Regions from separate parts of the Sus scrofa genome. Here region 2 is linked to region 1. Evidence: chromatin contacts called from public HiChIP or PLAC-seq data. All regions are on one chromosome and are shown on one strand. The core of a region is the stretch at or near the end of the contact, and the rest is flanking DNA. Distances in the headings are between cores, read along the strand shown.

The links. HiChIP or PLAC-seq counts read pairs in DNA pulled down with a chosen protein or histone mark.
Region 2: a contact with region 1 is called in an H3K27ac HiChIP or PLAC-seq map of skeletal muscle. The contact joins the enhancer-like site here to the promoter of C9H1orf21 in region 1. A contact is called at or near these places in 1 of 5 promoter capture datasets (liver), 6 of 47 Hi-C or Micro-C datasets (alveolar macrophages, embryonic fibroblasts, fetal skeletal muscle and 2 more) and 1 of 2 datasets of contacts at active chromatin or transcription factors (skeletal muscle).

What each region holds. Positions count from the first base shown.
Region 1 is chr9:125,609,852-125,614,743 of Sscrofa11.1, forward strand. C9H1orf21 reads left to right here and starts at 3,231. Exons shown (of 6, transcript XM_003482739.3): 1 at 3,231-3,655.
Region 2 is chr9:125,774,521-125,779,680 of Sscrofa11.1, forward strand. All of the region lies in intron 3 of C9H1orf21, which reads left to right. Among named protein-coding and RNA genes, the nearest start is that of C9H1orf21, 160 kb to the left of the region's middle. Within about 2 kb of position 3,556, at least 11 of the 83 cell types and tissues checked have an H3K27ac peak or open chromatin away from gene starts, as enhancers often do. A contact at or near this core is called in skeletal muscle, where this site is marked.

The sequences.
Region 1 (4,892 bases), core at 1,981-4,480:
TGGAAGAGTTAATATTATCAAAATGACTATACTACCTAAGGCAAAATACAGATTCAATGCAATCCCTATCAAATTACCAAGGACATTTTTCACAGAACTCGAACAAAATATTTTAAAGTTTGTTTGGAAGCACAAAAATTATGTTTAGAGTGTTTGAAGATCTGGAACTCAGGAGAAGGGCAGAGCGATGGTGTTATTACTTGTGATGGGGAATCATGTTTTTCATGTTTTTAATATACGTGTGCTTAGAGTCACCTTAATCGTTATGAGTAGCAAGAGATAGTATCCTGTTTTTAAATGGCTAGTGGATTTAGCTTGTGCTGACCAAACCAATTTGCGGGCAGCTCCTCCTGTGTGGGTTACGGTACACACCCGAGCTTCTCTAGCCCCTCAGAGCTGGGTCCTGTCTGCCCCCTTCCTTCCCACTGTGCTCTTCCTACCCTTTCTTCGGCAGCCTTCACCCAAGTCCCCATCGTCCCACTGCCCTCCTGTGGCCCCGTGCCAGGAAGGGTAAGATGGGAACCTCCTCGCCCATGTGACCAGATTTAGAGAAAGGAGAGGGGCCCCAGGGACCGCAGGTGAAATGAGGGATGCGTCTTACATTCAAACAATGTTTATCAGAGCAGTTGATTTCCACGGAAATCCCAGTACCGAAGAGGGTTTACTGAGAAGTGAAGGGGCCTAAGTTCCATGGCAGCTGATTTACATGAGCTCTACGAAGGGGTTTTTTTCACTTTTTCCCCTCTCTGGAAGGTGGCTCCAGACTTCGAAGTGAATGAATAAAGCCCTACAGAACCTGGTTTGTTTCTGGGCAGTACTATAGTTTAATTATGGGAGTCCTTTCATGAACTTTTTGTCGACCCTCCTGAGACTCTTACCATATAAAAGGTTGTGTCTAAGGACTAGAGACAATTAACACTACAGCACACACAGCCTGTTCTCAGCTCTGGGAGGTTGTCTCCTTCCTAACTAGGTACTTGAACATGTGCTGATTGAAGAATAGTGAAATAAATGAAGGGAAAATGGATGTACTTGAAGCACCTATGGAGTACTTTTCTCTGGAGGGTAGGATTATGGTGATTTTTATTTTCTTCCTACTTGGCTGAGTTTCTGGAATTTCTAAATTTTCCACGATGACTATGTATTTTATGGAATAATTAAAAACTTGCTTTAAAAGTTCATAGTATGGATTTTTTAAGCTTACACGTGTATGAAGTGCTTGCTCTGTGACATTCTGCTCCTTCTAAGGTTATCAGTTCAGAGGACCACACTGTCTTGGCCCTCGAAAAATCAACTCTGCGGGTCACTGTTCTGAGCTTTGAAGGGATAAATTTACAACACTGGTCTATGGGGATGAGGGAAGAAGTCGGGAAAGACAAAATCTTATTAGCCTCAAGGACCTTTTTATATAGAATTCTATGTAAATAAACACACACCTTAGTTGCATACTTCTTTCAGTTTATCATAGGAGAAATTTTCAGACATGGTCTAAAAACTCCAGAGAAGGGTTGACTACATTTGGAGAAAGGCTGCAGATGGATTTTCACTCCCAACTTGAAGAAGGGATGCAAAGAGAAAAAAAAGTCTACCAAATCTGAGATTAGACTATTTATCTAAAATAACAACTCATATTTATTGAGTTCTTGCTACATGTCGGGCAGTATGCCAAGTGTTTTATATGCATTGCCACCTCATTTTATTTTCACAAGTCTATGAGATAGACTGGTGTCATCAATCCCATTTTACAGATGAGGGAAGGGAGGAAGGCTGAAAGAAATGAAACAAGTCGCCTAAGGTAACAGACATGGTGGCTGGCAGTGCCTGCCTGGAATCCTAATTAGCCTACCATCCCTTTTTAACCATCCCTCTTCAAGGGGCTAGACTACAAAGAGTTCTGGATCCACAGAGAAAAATCAACTAGAACATGGATAATTTAAAAAATGCAATACAGGTGAGTTTCAAAAACAGTGTAATACCAGCCTTTCAAATCAAAAAAAGTGAGAGCGCTGGAAAACCTTTTTTTTTTTTTTTTTTCTCTCAAGAAGGCTGACTTCCTAGCCATTGTAGATGGGTTATTAACTCATTTCATTAAACTAAATTATTAATTTGCTTTTCAATTAAGTGTGTCATCACTGTCACAGCTCTGATGTGTCCTTCCCCATTTTCCAACATATCTGGGCCCAAAGTGAGAAGTAATTCGGTTTGGGAGGATCTTTTGCCCCTATTGTTTTCTTGGGTGTCCTCACTCGGGAGGCCTGGCATTCCTCACGTGTCTGGGGCAATACAGGAGCAGCCAAGCGCGAGGAAGCCACACAAAAGGCATCCAATCGCTATCAATGTTGAAAGATCAATTCGGTGAGCACACGAAACACACCCGATAGGACCAGAAAAGGGAGAAAAATCCCTTCTCCCAAAGGGTGAGACATTGGTTGACCTCTTGTGAGTGTCCACATACACAAAACACCAAGCAGGTGAAGTGTGGGCGGCGATCTTTCTGAATCCCCAATCATCTCACACGCCACGCAGGCTCGGCCTCCGCCCTTTAGTCCCAAGAGGCCGGGAGGGGCCAAAGGGGCTGTAGGGCGCTAAGTCTCGGGAGGGGTCGCGGCTGGCTCCTTACCCTCCCCAGTGCCGCTTCTGCCCAGGAGCCAACGCTCCATTCACGTTGCAGGCGCTGCGGCTCCAGGGCAGGAGGAAGGCGGTTTGGTGTCGGGGCCGGGGCCGCCTGGGAGCGCCCGCCGGTCCAGCAAGGGGAGGGGCCGCGCGGCGAGCCGAGGATGCCCGGCCTTCCCTTCTTCGGCTTCCAGCAGGCGCAGCCCCGCGGCTGGGCCCAAGGGCTGGCTGGGGTTTCTCGCAGAACTGGGCCGTCCGGGCCTCCGAGCGGCCCCGCGGCTCCCACGCCACTGCCCGGGTGCCAGACTCAGGACGCAGCTTTCCCGCCGGGGTCTCCCTTCCCGCTGGCCGGCCGGTGCTGGATGCGCGCGCGCGCGCGCACACACACACACATACACACAAACGGAGACAGACACACACGCCCGTGCTCGTCCTCTTTCCTTTTCTGCAGCCCTGGCACCCCCCTCGCCCAGTCTCTTGCTCCAGGGTGCGGGGCGCCCTCACGGCCTCGGCAGGGCAGGCCCCTCCCGGGGGCGAGGCGGGGAGCTGGACCCGCGCGGGAGCCGGGCGCGGGGAGGGGCCAGCGGTGGGGGCGTGGCCGGCTGCTCCCGCCCCTCGAGTGAGTGACTGGGCGAGGAGGTCCCCTCCTTCCCTCCCTCCCTCCCTCCCTCCCTCCGTCCCGGTCCCCTCCCCTGCTCGCAGCCCGCCGGCTCCAGCTCGCTCCCTGCCCACTCCCGGGGGGACGTTCCGTGCCGCGGCCGCTGCGGCCGCCGCTTCTTTCACACTTGAGTTGGGAGCCGCGCGCCGCGCTCAGTTACTGGCGAGCTGGCCGCGCGCCGCCGCCTCCCGCACGCACGCACGCACGCGGGCCGGGCTTCGGGGGCTTAGGCTCTTACTCCCGGCAGCTGGGAGGAGGGGGAGACCCCGTCTGACTGTGGGGAGGAGGAGGAAGAGGAGGAGGAGGGAGGAAGAAAACAGGCGAGGAGCACCCGGGCGGGGGGCGGGAGGCTTGCCACCTTCAGCCCCCCCGCGAGCGCCCAAGGTAAGCGTGAGCCCCCGCCAGCCCGGGGCGGCGGGAGTTGGCGGCGCAGCCCGCCCGGGCTCCGCTCCCCGGCGCGCCCGGGTGGGCTGGGAGGGAGGCCTGCGGGGTGCCTGCCGCGCGGCGGGGATGCGAGCCGCGGTCTTGGCGCTGCCGGCCCGCGGCCCGGGCTGGGGCGGCTGGGGCGGCTGGGGCCGGGGCTGCTGGGGCTGCTGGGGCTACCGCCGCCGCTGCGGGGCCGGCGGGGCTGCAGGGGACGGAAGCTGGGGTGCGGGGAGCTGGAGGGGGCGTCTGCTGGCCGGGGCGGAGGGACTGGGATGCGGTTGGGGCTGCTGACGACTTTGGTCACATTGAGGCCTGGGTGGCTGGGGTTCGACACCCCTCCCTTGCCACCCGCACCCCCGCCGCCCTCAGCCTTTCCTGCTCCTCTCGAGCTTTGCCTGTAGCCGCCGTACTTTGCAAGCCAGAGCTTGGAAGAAAACACAAAATTTAGAATCCTTTGCTAAATCTCCAAGTCTCTTCTCCCGCTCCGACAGATTGATGTGTTTGTGTGGGTGCTGTGATCCCTGGGATTTTTGAAGTTTTGACCTTTTTGGGGTGGCTTGTTTCCGTGCAGCTGTTTGCCCATCTCGATGTATTTATTATTCGTGCCCATGCGAGGCAGCCAGAGGGTGCTTCGTTATTGTACAAGGGAAAGATTTCACTCCCCTCTGCAGGCAGTTCTCGGAGTGCGGCCGCCGCAGCTGCCTCTGGTCTTCTGCTCGATGTCCTTCCCCATCTTCCACCCTGCCCCCCACCTCCTCCGAGGGATTCCCCCCCCCCCCCAGCTCCTACCGTTTGTGTGAGAGAAGCCCCTGGGTTTAGAGGCTCTCATTTCCCATTCATCCCTCTTCTAAAGCTCTGAATTGGATCAGGCACGATGGTGGAAATTGAGGTGGCTTTCTTTGCTCCAAGAGTTGCACGGTCAGAGATAAAAATATATACACAACAACAACTCATTAATCCTGGGGGATGACAAGCACAATTTGAGATCGAAGTGTTTGGTTTCCAGTAGGAAGTTGACGACCTATGTATGAGGTATCTTCCATCGCATGCGGGGTAGGAAAATTGTTTTAAAATAGATAGCGCTTGTGTTCTACGTGGCTGGAAGACAAGCCCTAAAGTTCAGCTATTGGAGCAAGTCTGAAAGTGATACACCCTGGTCACACAGAACCTCGGTAAAGACACATATGCTCTGACT
Region 2 (5,160 bases), core at 2,306-4,805, 160 kb after region 1:
TATTTGACTCGCCCTCATCACAGTTTCAGTGCCGGAATCTACATGCTGTATACATGGAATCTAGGTTCAGTACTTTGCCAGTTCCTAAGGGATTTGTAGAAAGAATTCAGGGAGTCTGTGAACTTGATTGAGAAAAAAAGGAGTAACATCATTATTTGTACTGATCTCTAACTAAAATGTGGACCTCAGATTAGGACAAATATGTGGGGCACCTTCCTTTCGGAAAGGAAACAAGATGTCTAGGAAAATAACACAGTAATTATGAATGTGGGCAACAAACCAATAGCAGTACCTGTGAATTTTCAACAATAGAAATCAGATGTTTTCATAGTATATTACAGTTATGTATGTATTATTATTTGTTAAAGTTGCTGAAATATTAACGCTCATCACTGCTTCAAAATTACTATAGTGGAGTTCCCGTCATGGCTCAGTGGTAATGAACCTGACTAGTATCCATGAGGGCATGAGTTCAATTCCTGGCCTTGCTTAGTGGGTTAAGGATCTAGAGTTGCCATGAGCTGTGGTGTAGGTCACAGATGTGGGTCAGATCTGGCATTTCTGTGGCTGTGGCATAGGCCTGTAGCTGCAGCTCTGATTCAACCCCTAGCTTGGGAACTTCCATATGCTGCAGGTACGGCCCTAGAAAGACAAAGGAAAAAAAGATTATAAATTTATATTTAAATAAATGTGGAGTTCCTGTCATGGCTCAGTGGAAGTGAATCTGATCAGTAACCATAAGGACACAGGTTCAATCCCTGGCCTTGCTCAGTGGGTTAAGGATCTGGTGTTGCCCTGAGCTGTGGTATAGGTCGCAGATGCGGCTCAGATCTTGTGTTGCTGTGGCTGTGGCTGCGGCATAGGCCAGTGGCTATAGCTCCGATTCAACCCCTAGCCTGGGAACCTCCATATGCCACAGGTTTGGCCCTAAGAAGACAAAAAAAGGAGTTCCTGTTGTGGCTCAGTGGTTAACGAATCCAACCAGGAACCGTGAAGTTGCGGGTTTGATCCCCCCCCTCCCCCGGCCTCTCTCAGTGGGTTAAGGATCCAGCGTTGCCATGAACTGTGGTGTAGGTTGCAGACTCGGCTCGGATCCCGCGTTGCTGTGGCTGTGGTGTAGGCCGGTGGCTACAGCTCCGATTCGACCCCTAGCCTGGGAATCTCCATATGCCACAGGAACAGCCCTAAAAAAGGCAAAAAGACAAAAAAAAAAAAAAAAAAAATATATATATATATATATATATAAAGTCAGGGAAGTATCATATACACTAACTTTTTGCCTTTTTAGTGATTGTGTTTTAAAATATTTTGGTCTCTCATTTTCTTTTAAGGTAAAAACATTGCTTTCCCACTCACTCTGCATATAAAATAGCTTTGTCAGCTTTTTTCTTTTTGTTCTATTGCTTTTATGATGTGTAAAAATTCAGGTGTGGAGGAGTTCCCTGGTGACTCAATGGGTTAAGGATCTGGCCTTGTCACTGCTGTGGCTTGGGTCACCACTGTGGCTCAAGTTGCTGCTATGGCACAGGTTCAGTCCCTGGACCCATAATTTCCACATTCTATGGGCACAGCCAAAAAAAAAAAAGAAAATTCAGGGGCTGTGTAGTAGGGAAGGTATTGCCAACTAGGCAGTTCTGGGACATTCTTGACAGATGTTTTTTCCCCTAGTCCATCACTTTTTTTAATTAAAAATTTATCAGTAAAGTCCCAAAATTCTATTTATTTTTATGTATTCATATTGTGCTAATTTTAGATAAGTGTATACATCCCCAAAAACCCTAATTATATAGAGAAAGTGCTTTTAGAATGATGATTAAAAAGCAAAATGAACCCATCGTGGCTCAGTGGTTAACGAACCCAACTAGTACGTGGGTTCAATCCCTGGCCTTGCTCATTGGGTTGAGGTTCTGGCATTTCCATGGGCTGTGGCTGTGGCGTGGGCCGGCGGCTACAGCTCCGATTAGACCCCTAGCCTGGGAACCTCCATAAGCCACAGGTGCGGCCCTAGAAAAGCAAAAAAAAAAAATATAGTAATTGATTGGAGATATTAATGGATATTTTTCTTTAAGGTACTAGTGACTATTGTATGTTTTTGTGTAAAAAGAAATAGTATAAATGTTTAAATATTAAATAGATTAAATAAATATAGATGTTTAACTATTCAATAGATTTAAATATCAAGGAAAGCATATTGTGCTAGATGAGATTGTAAAGCCTGTTAATGTCTACTTTTGAAAACTTCTGGGGAGGAAATACATTAATTTGTTTTAACTTTGTAGACCACTCAATTTTCTTCACCTTTTTTTTTCTTCTTCACCCATTTTTAAGAGGCAGATTGTAATGCTGCCCACAGCATGTTTGCTCAATTTCTCTTAGCTGCCTTCTGAATCTCATCTGGCAGGGCTGAGGAGCAGAGGTTGTGGCAGTAAACCCAGCCCTCCAGAAGTCAGGTCTCTTCCAGATTTGTGAGGATGGCCTTATGGGACTTGGTTAAACCATAACTGGCTGTTGAGAGCTTGAGATAGTCCAGCTGGTGACATGATGAAAGAAAAGGACTCTGTTGTGTTAAAGAGACTTTTTCAGCCCTGTTGAGGTATATTTGACAAAATTTGTCTATATTTAAGATATACAAAGGGATCTAATATATGTATACATTGTGAAATACCACAGCCCATCATCTCACAGTTACCTTTTCTTTTTTTTTTTTTGGTAGTGAGAACACTTAAGATCTGCCCTCTTAGCAAATTTCGAGTATACAATACAGTGTTGTTAACTGTAGTCACTGTAGTATGTAGGCACATACTAGGCGGTCGGTGCCCAGAACGTATTTATCTCACAACTGAGTTTGTCCCCTCGACCAGCATCTCCCTTCTCCCTCCCACAGTCCCCCAAAAGATGTCTTTTGAATACAAGATGGTTTGGAACAGGGTAGCTGTCCTTTTAAAAGAGGATGAAAAGGAACTTCATATCTCAAGTATCAAAATATATAATAAACCTGTCAGTGTATTATAAACATAAGAATCGGTGGAACAGAATAAATAGCCCTAAAATACTACAGAGACACACAACTACAAAGACACACAACCACACACACACACACACACACACACACACACACACACACATTTACTATCATTAAGGGAAGAAATGGATTTATTCAGCAAACCACACACCAAAATGCACTCCGGAGAACTGGAGAATTATGTGGGAGGGTTTTTTGGTTTTTTTCATGTTTTTTAAAGTATAGGAGAAAAAAAGAGGTGACTGTTTATTAAGTGATACTGGGATTGGGAAGGATTTTGAAATATAAAAGCAGTGGAAGAAACCACAGAGGAAAGAATTACTTTATTTCACCATGTTTTACGAACGATAGTCATGAGTGTAAGGAACGAAACCAACTCAAAAGACCACAGGTATATGGAGGGTTTACTGGAAAGGGATGTGGGATTAATCCAAGGGCAAGGATTAATTGGGCTGCGCCTTCCCGAGACTGAGCTAGAGAAGTGACTCAAGATTCTGGAAGGACCGGGAGTGTGAGCACTGGACGTACGCTGGTTGCACAGCCAGTGTCTGCTTCTTTCTGGTCAGCTGTCCCACCCCGGACCAGCTGGGCTTGGCTGGCAGAAGGGAGGACCCACAGCCTCGTCTGGACGGGAACAAACTCTCTTGAGAATGTGAGTTGGACAGAAAAGAGCTCAGGGCAGGGCAGGGGTGATTCATGCCTAATATATGCAAATTTGAAACTCCTTAGAACAAAAAGTACAACAAACATTTAAAAGAGAAATACTACCCAGTTAAAAAAATATGTATTTGTAACAAATATTATCACCTAAAGAGATTTAATGTCTTTAATATAAAGAGTGGTTTTGTCTGATAATAAGGATACCTTGAACAATTCAGCTTTTTAAATGGGCAGAGTACATGAATAGAGAGTTTGTGGATAAGAAACAAAAGAAAAAAGATAGTATACAGAAAAGAAAAAAATTACCATTATTGGAAGCAAAAAAAAAAATCAAATTTAAGAAAATAATAAGATACATTTTTTGTCTAGGAAATTGTTTTATGCCTTTTTTGGGGTTTGTTTTAAAAATTGTGCTGTTATTTCTGGCAAAGGTCAAGTGGATCAGACGTTCGTGTCCTTCCGCTTGAGCGTGTATATGGTTACAACCTTTCTGGATGAAAATACTGTAAGCAGTAAAGATAGATGCTCATGTACAAATTGATCAAATACTTTTAAGAAAAAGGAAATAAAAGATATGTATAAAGGAAGTTATTGCAGGAGTTCCCATCATGGCGCAGTGGTTAACAAATCCGACTAGGACCATGAGGTTGCAAGTTCGATCCCTGGCCTTGCTCAGTGGATTAAGGATCTGGCGTTGCCATGAGCTGTGGTGTAGGTCGTATACTCGGCTCAGATCCTGCGTGGCTGTGGCTGTGGCTGTGGCCGGTGGCTGCAGCTCCAATTCAACCCTAGCCTGGGAACCTCCATATGCCTCGGGAAGCAGCCCTAGAAAAGGCAAAAAGACCAAAAAAAAAAAGGGAAGTTATTGCAGCATTACGTGTAATGGTGGAAATCTGGAAATAACCCACATCCTCGTATTAGCCTAAAGGTTATTAAATAGTTTATCTATATAATGAAATAGTGTAAACCTTTAAAAATCATTTGTTCACAAAATGTTTATTTACATAATTCCAGTATTGTAAATAAACAGCAGAGAAAGAGAGAAAGAAACAAAGAGTTGTGAAATCAGCAGAGAAAATATTCCAAACTGTTAATGGCACTTGGTAGGACAAATTATTCATTTCCTACAGTGAAAATATTACTTTGCTTATCGGAAAAACAGCAGCAACAACATGTTTGATGTTTGTATCAAAGGAAACTAGACATTTTAATCATGTAGCTTAGAAAAGGAACATACCTATTCAGGAGAGTCATTTCCATACATTCCTGGCGTATTGGTTTAAAAGGATTAAGTGAGCAAATCCATCTCTACAGGTCTTGATACATGCTCACCTCTCGTCTTAGGGACTCAGTAAATGTCCACTGTACATTCAGATCCTAAATCTCTGTTCGTACATGCGCAGAGGGCCCAAAGCCTGCTGAGTATGTCTACTCGATTCTTCATGCAGTTTGGATGCAGCTTTTCACAGGTACCAGGA